2 separate regions of the Capra hircus genome follow, and region 1 is linked to region 2. Evidence: chromatin contacts called from public Hi-C data. All regions are on one chromosome and are shown on one strand. Each heading gives the region's core, a stretch centred on a gene start, on an enhancer-like site or on the middle of the called end of the contact. The rest is flanking DNA. Distances are from core to core; before and after follow the strand shown. Region 1 has its middle 9.6 kb from the start of AEN. Region 2 overlaps MRPS11 (28S ribosomal protein S11, mitochondrial).

The links. Hi-C and Micro-C count contacts between places; a contact is called where the count stands out from the background.
Region 1: a Hi-C map of blood shows a contact between it and region 2, with 6 times the contacts expected there. The contact joins two enhancer-like sites. A contact is called at or near these places in 2 of 5 Hi-C or Micro-C datasets (blood and liver).

Annotation. Positions count from the first base shown.
Region 1 is chr21:18,861,040-18,865,501 of ARS1.2, forward strand. No RefSeq gene overlaps it. Among named protein-coding and RNA genes, the nearest start is that of AEN, 9.6 kb to the right of the region's middle. Within about 2 kb of position 2,847, at least 1 of the 5 cell types and tissues checked has an H3K27ac peak or open chromatin away from gene starts, as enhancers often do.
Region 2 is chr21:18,771,013-18,775,428 of ARS1.2, forward strand. It overlaps MRPS11 (28S ribosomal protein S11, mitochondrial), which reads left to right. Exons shown (of 6, transcript XM_005694938.3): 4 at 1,351-1,480; 5 at 2,899-2,964; 6 at 3,647-4,038. The coding sequence ends at 3,754. Among named protein-coding and RNA genes, the nearest start is that of MRPS11, 9.0 kb to the left of the region's middle. Within about 2 kb of position 2,714, at least 2 of the 5 cell types and tissues checked have an H3K27ac peak or open chromatin away from gene starts, as enhancers often do.

The sequences.
Region 1 (4,462 bases), core at 1,597-4,096, 90 kb after region 2:
TTAGTCTCCACTTCTCAAAAAGGAAGGGCGCGTCAAAGTTCCTTCTCTTCCAAGACAGGAATCATCTGACAACAGCCTGAGAAACCTTAAGGTAAGTACAGACCCCACTGGTCAGTTTTTTCTTGTTCTTGGCTGGAGGGGATCCTGGGAGTGGACAGAATCTCCACCATGATGGTGCTATCAAGAGCCACCTCCTTTAGTGACTCCGTCTATGCCAGAGTCTGACTGGGGCAATGACCAAACTCTAAGCCTTTCAATAATAGGCGCTATGTCACGTATACGTTTGATTCCGTGGAGCTTAGTCACACTTAAAGTAGGGACTCAGCAAGTATTTGAACTGAATCCTGCAGGCTAGTGTCAGGACACGTCCCTCAACTTCGTGTTTATGACAATGGCAGCTGTAGCCTGCACCCTCCCCCGCCCCTCTCTTCCCATATTCCCTAGCTCTCTTCACAAAAAGATAAATGAAGGCTCCATTAATTGTCTCCATGGTTACATGGAATGGCCACCCTGAGGATCCCTATCACCCCTTACTGTCGGAAGGAAAAAGAGAGGAGGGGTTTGGGGATCTTTGTGAAGGAGGAAACCATGGAAACAAGCGTTGCTAAGGGGATGGTTCTAAATTCAGAGGAAAGAAACAAAGTGGGGAGAGGGAGTTGATGGGCTCAAGGGCAGGTCAGTTTTTCAAGGTACATTTCTCTGAGGCTTCAGCAGCCTCTTTCACTTCTTGCATCTTCCCCTCAACCCAGATGGAGCCCAGAGTTTAAAAATTTTAGAAAACTGGGGCCTCTGTCAGGTTCAAATCCATCTCCGTTGGTCCTGCAAGGAAAAAGCCAATGACAGTGGGTTTATTGTGTTCACACCTCATGATTATACTTTTATCTCTAAACTCTGCCTCACTGCTGATCAGTTTCATCTAATATGAGCCAGGCTCTTGCGAGGCTTTGGAAAATAATCATCAGCAAAATAGTCCCTGCTTGAATAGTGAGCTGATAGCAGGACAGTCCCTTGGTGACTTTAGAGCCAAGATTTGCTCACATGGGCTGGACTGGACAGTCCTGCATAGCAGGATATGGCAGTGTCCAGGAGTCTTTCCAAACTCTCTTTGTAATACCTTTTAGCTTATCTATTACTATCTGAAGTTTACCTGAGAGCTTGCTGGGAAAGGCCAGTTTTTCCCGGGAATACCTAGGGCTCTAGCCCCTCCAGTGAACCTTCACCTTGGTTAGCCATGCCCTCTGATATTAGCGCTCTTGTCTCTGAAACTGTACACCAAGGATGATGAACTAGTCCTCTCTCAACAGTGCCAAAGAGACTTAGGTTTTTTGTTTTTAAACTTTTTGGCTGCAGCACTCAGCATGCAGGATCTTAGTTGCTCCACCAGGGATTGAAACTGCACCTTCTGCAGTGAAAGCTTGGAGTCTTAACCATCCTGGTGACTCAGAAGGTAAAGAATATGCCTGCAGTGCAGGAGACCTGGGAAGATCCCCTAGAGAAGGAAATGGCAACCCACTCCAGTATTCTCGCCTGGAGAATACCATGGACAGAGGAGCCTGGGAGCCTACCCGTGCATGGGGTTGCAAAGAGTCGGACACGACTGAGCGACTAAAACACACACACAGTTATTTTCTTTTACAAGAAGTTAATGGCAATAAATCCCTCTTTCTTCCTTGATGACTTAGCTGGGATGGGGAGCCCTCAAGGCCCTGCACCTTAGAGCTACAGAGTTAGCACCTTGCTAGGGAGTGGAGGGGGGCCAGTCTTAGCCTCCTGGGGAGGGACACCCCTCTCCCCTCTCTTATATCAGGCTGACTGCTGGAAGGGGCTGGGCCTCCCAGCTGGGTGCTGCTGGTCTCCTCCACATCCCCTCCTCTTCAGTTGCTCTGGGCCAGCCCTTCCCCACTCTGGGCGGAGAGAACCAGCCCAGAGATGGAGGGTTGGGCTACAGAGGAAGAGCCTGTAATTAAGAAGAGAAAGAATTAAAAGCAGCACTGAAAGGGAAGGATAATTATCCTTCAGCTGCTGCAGAAATACAATTAGGGCCGTGCTCTTGGAGCCGCCAGGATATTGTGGCTTTGGCTAATTAAGAAGCGGATATCCCCTGCCAGGACAATTAGTGGCCTGCCTGGCTGGCAGGGGCCCTTTCCCTCCCCTCCATCAGGGTCCAGGCCTGGGGAAATGAAGCACGGAGCCCAGCTTGGGGGGTGGGTGGGACGGGGTGGAGGTGGGGGGGGGTGGGACTAGAACCCCTTCTACCCAGTCCCCCGCACTGCTTCCCCTTTTTCCTCCCCTTTCTAGTCTGTGAGGGCCAGCACCCCTACTCCCACTTCATTCAGAGCTGTGGCTCTGTGAGTACAGAGGGGATTGTCACCCAAGGCCTTGACTGTAGACTTGGGTAGAGATGGGGGTTCCTGGTAGAGACAGGTCGCCATAACCTGGAGCTCTTTGTTTTTCCCTTCTCCATAATAGCACAGAGCTTTGTGATTACCCAAGCAAGGCTGAGAGATGAGCCGCCTGCTGCAACCCTTTAAAAATTACAACCCCCTATCATTAAGGAAGTATTCTCATTATAGAACATGGAACCTTCCAATGAAAAAGAAAATAGGGAAACAATCCCTACTCCCCACAACTGATTCGAGGCTCTGGAGAATTCTGGGGTGGGGGAGGGGACGGGCTTGGACACAAGCCGGTGCGGCTGCAGGGTCAGGCTGGCTGGCGCGGGGTGGGTCCAGCGTCAGGAATGCCTTGCAGGATGGGCCATGTGTACGCTGCCGCCGTGGAGCAGCCAGCCCCATCTGGAAGACTAGTGATTTTGTTGTTGTCTCCTGCACTCAACAACAAGTCCCAGTCTGCCGCATGGTGCCGGCCCCCCGCAGCGGGGCGGGGACGGGGCCGGGGCCGGGCACTCCCTCTGCGGCTGTCCTTCCGTTAGGTTCTTTCTGCGCCTTCTCTGTCTCCTAGCAAGCATCTCCGAAACTACCCTGAGCGCCCCTCTGGGCAGCACGCTTCAGGCAGACTCTTCCAGAAACAAGAACTGACTAGATTGTGGGGCGAGGGGTGGCCAGGGTCTCCATCCTCCCCAAGGAGGCACGTGCTCATGACCTTGGTGCCTGCGATGCTGTTGTGCTGCGGTCACCTGGAGGACACGCCTGGCCCTGGCCCGCTTGGACCTTGCCTTGCCTACCCCGGGGGGAGAGGTGGACTTGTGTGGACAGACCTTCTTCCCGACCCCGGAATCTCCCTCTGCGCTGCTGAGTCCAGACGCATCACCAGGGGAAAACTGAGGTGAGGACGCTCACGACTCCAGCTGAGCCTGGACAGCAGTCCCCCACTATGGCAGAAGCAGTGGTCATCAAAACCATTTCCCAGCCTTTGTCTATGTCTCTGGGGGGGCGGGGGGGGGGGAGGCGTTGCCTTGCCCTGGGATGGTCACCAAGTTCCAGTGATGATTCTCTCCACAAGGACAAATTTTTCAGCCAGCAAACTCAAATGTCCTCCTCAGTCCTTTCTATGATTGAAGGTAAAAGGAGAAGGGGGTGGCAGAGGATGAGATGGTTAGATAGCAGCACTGACTCAGTGGACATGAATTTGAGCTAACTCTGGGGGATAGTGAAGGACAGAGGAGCCTGGCATGCTGCAGTCCATGGGGTCACAAAGAGTGGGACACGAGACTTAGCAACTGAACAATACAACAAAGTCCTTTCAAAGTATATTCCCTGCCTCCTCTCCACCCTGGAGGAGGCATTCCTGGCATCCTTGGGTCAGAAAAGGGAAGTGTTGGTCAGCAGCCTCGGGAGGCAAAAAGACTCTTGGAAAGTATTTTTTTTTTAATTTATTTAAAGAATACTAACACATCTTGCCAATTTAAATTGGTTTGGGAGCTCAACTCCTTTAGGGAACCCTAAAACTGCAACCACTGCTGAGCTCACGTTTGCCTTTGCCACATGCCAGCTGTGTGACCTTTGGCCAGGCACTTGACCTCTCTGAACCAATTAGTCCTTCACATCCATCCAGAGGTTGCTGTGGCCACTGTCTCAGCTCCTTTGAACTGGCTCTCCTAGTGCCCATTTCCTGCCTCTTAAATTCTCTTTATTCCAATCCTGCCTGAAGCAGGTGGGCAGCCGGTCCTATTAGAAATCTCATTCACACTTGGGAAGGCTGCAAATTGTTGTCGCTCAGCAGGTGCGTGTCCTTCACTGGAGGAAAGGGGGCTGGACTGGGTAGAAGGGGGCAGAAGTGGAGAAGCGGGAGAGGAGGGGGATCAAATCTCTCCCAGGGGTCTTCAGTATCCAGAGCTGCTATGGAGACAGATGGGAGAGAGATCCTGCCTCTGTGAAACAAACATCTGGCAGGGTGGGTCGTGAGTGCTTTCCTGATTTGAGAGATGGACAAGAGTGCTGCTGTTGCTACGGGGCAAGGTGCAAAACGGAGGGAGCGAGGCACTTCCTAGAGGGGTTGGTAG
Region 2 (4,416 bases), core at 1,464-3,963:
CCAGAGTCAGAGCCCCTGGGTGTCCCTCTCTTCTCGGGCTGATACCGGTATAGGCTAGCTCTCTTTGTTTCTTTGCTTTTTTTAAGAGGCCTACTCTGTAGAGCTCTGTTGAGGTTGTCTCAGGGACAAGCAATTCTCTTGTGGTTCTGTTTGGTGTAGAAGACCCAAGAAGCCTTAGGAGGGAAATGGCAGCCATAGCCAGGCCCACAGCAGATGGCCCCAGCCCAGGACTGGCTCCAGCAGGTCACCTTGTAACCACCCTCCACTTCCCCTGCTTGTGAGTTCTCGAGGGCTCTTCAGCCCATGAGACCGGGTGGTGGTTAAGGGGGGAGTGGAAAGCAAGTCTAGGGATTTATGGAAGTTATTCTTAGTTTTAATTTAACTTGTTGAAGACTACTTATCTTTTAGAGATATATAGTGAAATACAGATGAAATGATGGGTCTAAGATTTGCTTCAAAATAAACCCTTAGTAGGGCGTAGAGGGGAGTAGAAGAAACAAGGCTTAGAGATGAAACCAGATTGGATATGAGTTATTAATTGTTGAAGCTGAATGGTGAGCCCAGGGGAGTTCAGACGTTATTATATCCGCTTTTGAGTATATTTGAAACTTTACCAATGAAAAGTCATTAAAATCACCCAATGTGAAATTCAGTTTCTTGGGGAGGTGGGGGGCTGGGGAATGCCAGAAAGGACTTTGAATCTACTTTAAACATTGTCTTCAGGCAAGATGTGAAGGGGAAAATACGCCACCCCTCCTGTGGATGACACTCAGCACCCTCAGATCATGGCGCTGGTGTCGGTCAACTCAGGCTGCTACAACAAAGTACCAAACTGGGTGGCTGAAACAGCAGGCGTTTATTTCTCACAGTCTGGAAGCTGCAGGTCAGAGATCAGCGTGACAGCAGGGTCGGGTTCTGGCAAGAGCTCTTCCAGGCTGCAGGGGGCCAGCTTCTCATGTCCTCACGTGGTGGAAGAGACCACTGAGACGGGGCACTGATACTCACAAGGGCTCCACCCTCATGACCTCATCGCCTCCCAAAGGCCCCACCTCCCAGAGCCATCACATTAGGGGTTTGAATTTCAGCATGAATCTAGGTGGGGGAACACAGACTTTCCATGCATAATAGCTTCTTGTAGAGTTTGCGACTTGTCAGTTTTCAGAGGTTTAGGGGTTGATTCTGACCTTTCCTGACACCTCCTACCAGAGTTCAAAGAACTCATCTGATAAGCTCAGGGTGGAAGCAGCTAAATGGTGTTTTCCTTGCTCACTGGGGCTTGTCTGGGCATAGGTTGGTGCTCTCTCACTCCCCTGAACAGACATCATATTCTGTACACCCCTTCCTCCCCAGCACACAGATCCAGGTGGTCTCGGCCGCTCACCAGCCCCTTGCCCGTGCCTCCTGTGGCACAGAGGGGTTTCGGAATGCCAAGAAGGGCACGGGCATCGCAGCACAGACAGCGGGCATAGCTGCTGCGGCGGTAGGTGTCTGTGTGTGTGTGCGTGCGTGCGTGTGTGTGCCTGTGTGTTCTCTCCGGCTCCCTCTGTGCTGGGCTCCACTTTCTGCATGGTTGATCACCAGGAGGAAGATTGTCATTTCAGAAGCGCGAGTTTGCCAACTCGTGTCGGGTCCCCTAACGTGAGGGTAGCTAGAAGGAGCAGGGGCCAGCTGCTGAAGTCTCACAAGGCCTCCTGGATTTAAAGACCAGAGGGCTGGGTGGGGTGGGGTTGTGGTGATAGTCCATCTGGAGAAGGTGTAGTTTGGGGAGGACGCTTCTGCAGTACTAGACTGAGCATGAACTGCTGCAGATCTTTCTAGAAGCAAGTTGGCAGTGTGCCGCTGTTAGTGTGTATTTATGGAGTATCTACTATACAAGCTTCCCTTATGGCTCAGCAGTAAAGAATCCACCTGCAAATGCAGGAGACTCAGGAGATACGAGTTCAGTCCCTCTGTGGGGAAGGTCCCCTGGAGAAGGGCATGGCTACCCACTCCAATATTCTTGCCTGGGAAATCCCATGGACAGAGGAGCCTGGCAGTCCGTGGGGTCGCAGAGTCAGACACGACTGAGCAGGGCAGAGCAGATCTACTACACACCAGATACTGTATGTTTGTTATCTTGAATCCTCGAAGACCCTCAGTATTACCCACGATTTAAGAGTCAGTTGGCATTCGGAGTGTGTCACTTGCTCAGCCGTGCAGCCAGTCAGCCTCCCTGAACTGAACGCCCAGGTCTGGGCCCAGAGCCTGTACACTGGCTGCTGGGACACAGGCCCCACAAAGGTTCACACTGCCAAACCCAGAGTGTCCCCTGAAGGAGACCCTGACCCTCGAACGAAGCTCCATGCCCCGAAGTACTGACAGCACTGCATTAGTGACCATCACAATGCCGCCAACGGCCACTAGATGGACACGTTATATACACTTAGAAAATAATAGTGTTACAGGTGGCTTCCACACGCTGGGTTGAGTGACTTCTGTGAGTTTTCCAGACTTTCTGTAATAAACCGCCTTTATAATCAAGAAAGAAAGCTTTCAACTGTAATGAAAGATTTAAAATGATTAAAGAATACTCTTTAGGAGGGTATTGAGGCTCAGCCAGGAGTCCAGGGATTGTTATGGTCTGAAATTGTGCATTTATCCAGAGAACAATCTGAGCAATATTTTGAAGTATCCACTAGGTGGCAGTGCCGTCCCGGGCGGAAAGGGCCCCCAACCGCGCTCGTCTGTCCTGCACTGCAGCTGTCAGCCCTCTGCTTCCTTCCCGGTCCTCTCCTGTTTGCCTGTGTGGATTCCTGTCCCCTGGAGCTCATAACCCTGTCACTCCAGGGGGCGGTAGCAAAGGCTGGGACTGTTGCGGTTCTTTCCCAGGGGCACTAACCACTTGCTGCTCCTTGGCAGAAAGCTACAGGGAAAGGCGTGACCCACGTCCGAGTTGTGGTCAAAGGCCTGGGGCCCGGGCGCTTGGTAAGTGACCTCGCTTCTTCACAGCCCAGCCTCTGCACTTCCTCCTCCAGTTAGTGAGAAAAGTAGGGGTCGGGGCAGAGGAGGGACTAGACTTCCCTGACGGCTTGAAGTTTGTCTCCCTTGCTTCTGATCCACTGAGCCTCTCCAGGCCAGCCCTGATCATGTAGTTTCAGTTTCTTAGATGCTTACTGAGTGCCTGCTAGGGACAGGAAGGGGGTCCCTGGGGCCTGTCACAAATGAGTCCCTCTGGACAGACTCGTGGGTACAGTGGTGAAGCTTGTGCCCCGGGCGCTGGGAGCCCCTTGGGTGGGATCACCAAAGTGTCCCCAAAGAGGTGACATTTCTACTGATTTCTCAAGAATGACGAGGGACTAGCCAGGTGTGTTCATGAGTTTGGGGGCGAGGGGCTCATTGCGGGCAGGGGGAACTACAAAAGCGTAATGCTTAAGACATGTTTGTCTCTGGGTTGGAAAGGGCAGGGTGGGGCGTGGCAGGTGGCACCGGGAGGTGGGCGGCGCTGAGGGCCTGGGGGAGGGGTTGGGAGGAGGCCTCTGGGAGGAGGGGATTGGGTGGCAGGCGTCAGAGCCAGCCTTCCCATCCCCATCCCTGTCTGAGCCCTGTCTGGACACCGGGGCGTCATCTCTGGTCTGTGCCATCCTCCTGTTCCTCCTGCCCCTTCCAGTCTGCCATCAAGGGCCTGACCATGGGGGGCCTGGAAGTGATCTCAATCACAGACAACACCCCCATCCCACACAACGGTTGCCGCCCCAGGAAGGCGCGAAGGCTGTGAGGGCCAGGAAGCCTGCACCTGATGTCGTCCTGCCTCCAGCTGGGCCTCGTGGAAAACGCACTGTCCAGCCTCTCCAGGCAGGGCTCGTTGAGACCCTGGGGCAGTAAGGGAGACCTTCACCTCCTTACTCGGCGGCCTTTGCTTGTTCTTCTGACGAGAGCGGTGTGGCTAGAAGTGACGCCGTGCCTCTCTTGGACACGAGGGGAGTTAAAGGGCAGCTTGACCTAGACTCCCAGCAGTAAATGCTGCTTCTCTTCTGAAAAAATAAAATTATTTCTACCATCTGTAGTAGTTTGTGAGTTTTTGGTTTGGTTTTTTTTTTTTTTTTTTTTTTTTTGCTTCCAGCATCGCAGACTTAAACCTCCCCCCAGTTCCTGAAAACAAGACTGTGAATTGAGCTAAGACCCTCAATGGAAGGAGTAAGATGTAAATATGGGCAACTAAGCACCAGACAACTTCCTCATTGGCTTCAAATATTTCCTCTTTAGCCCCTAAACCAAGGTTTCCCGAGCTCTTTAGCAACTTTTCTTATTAACTTGTAATTTGACCCCAAATTGAGAGGTTTTTGCCCCCTACCTCTGGAGTATTCTGATAGTAGGTTTCACTGTTAATGGAAATGTCTAAAGTTAGCCCTAACAATGCAGGAGAATTGTCCTGGGATG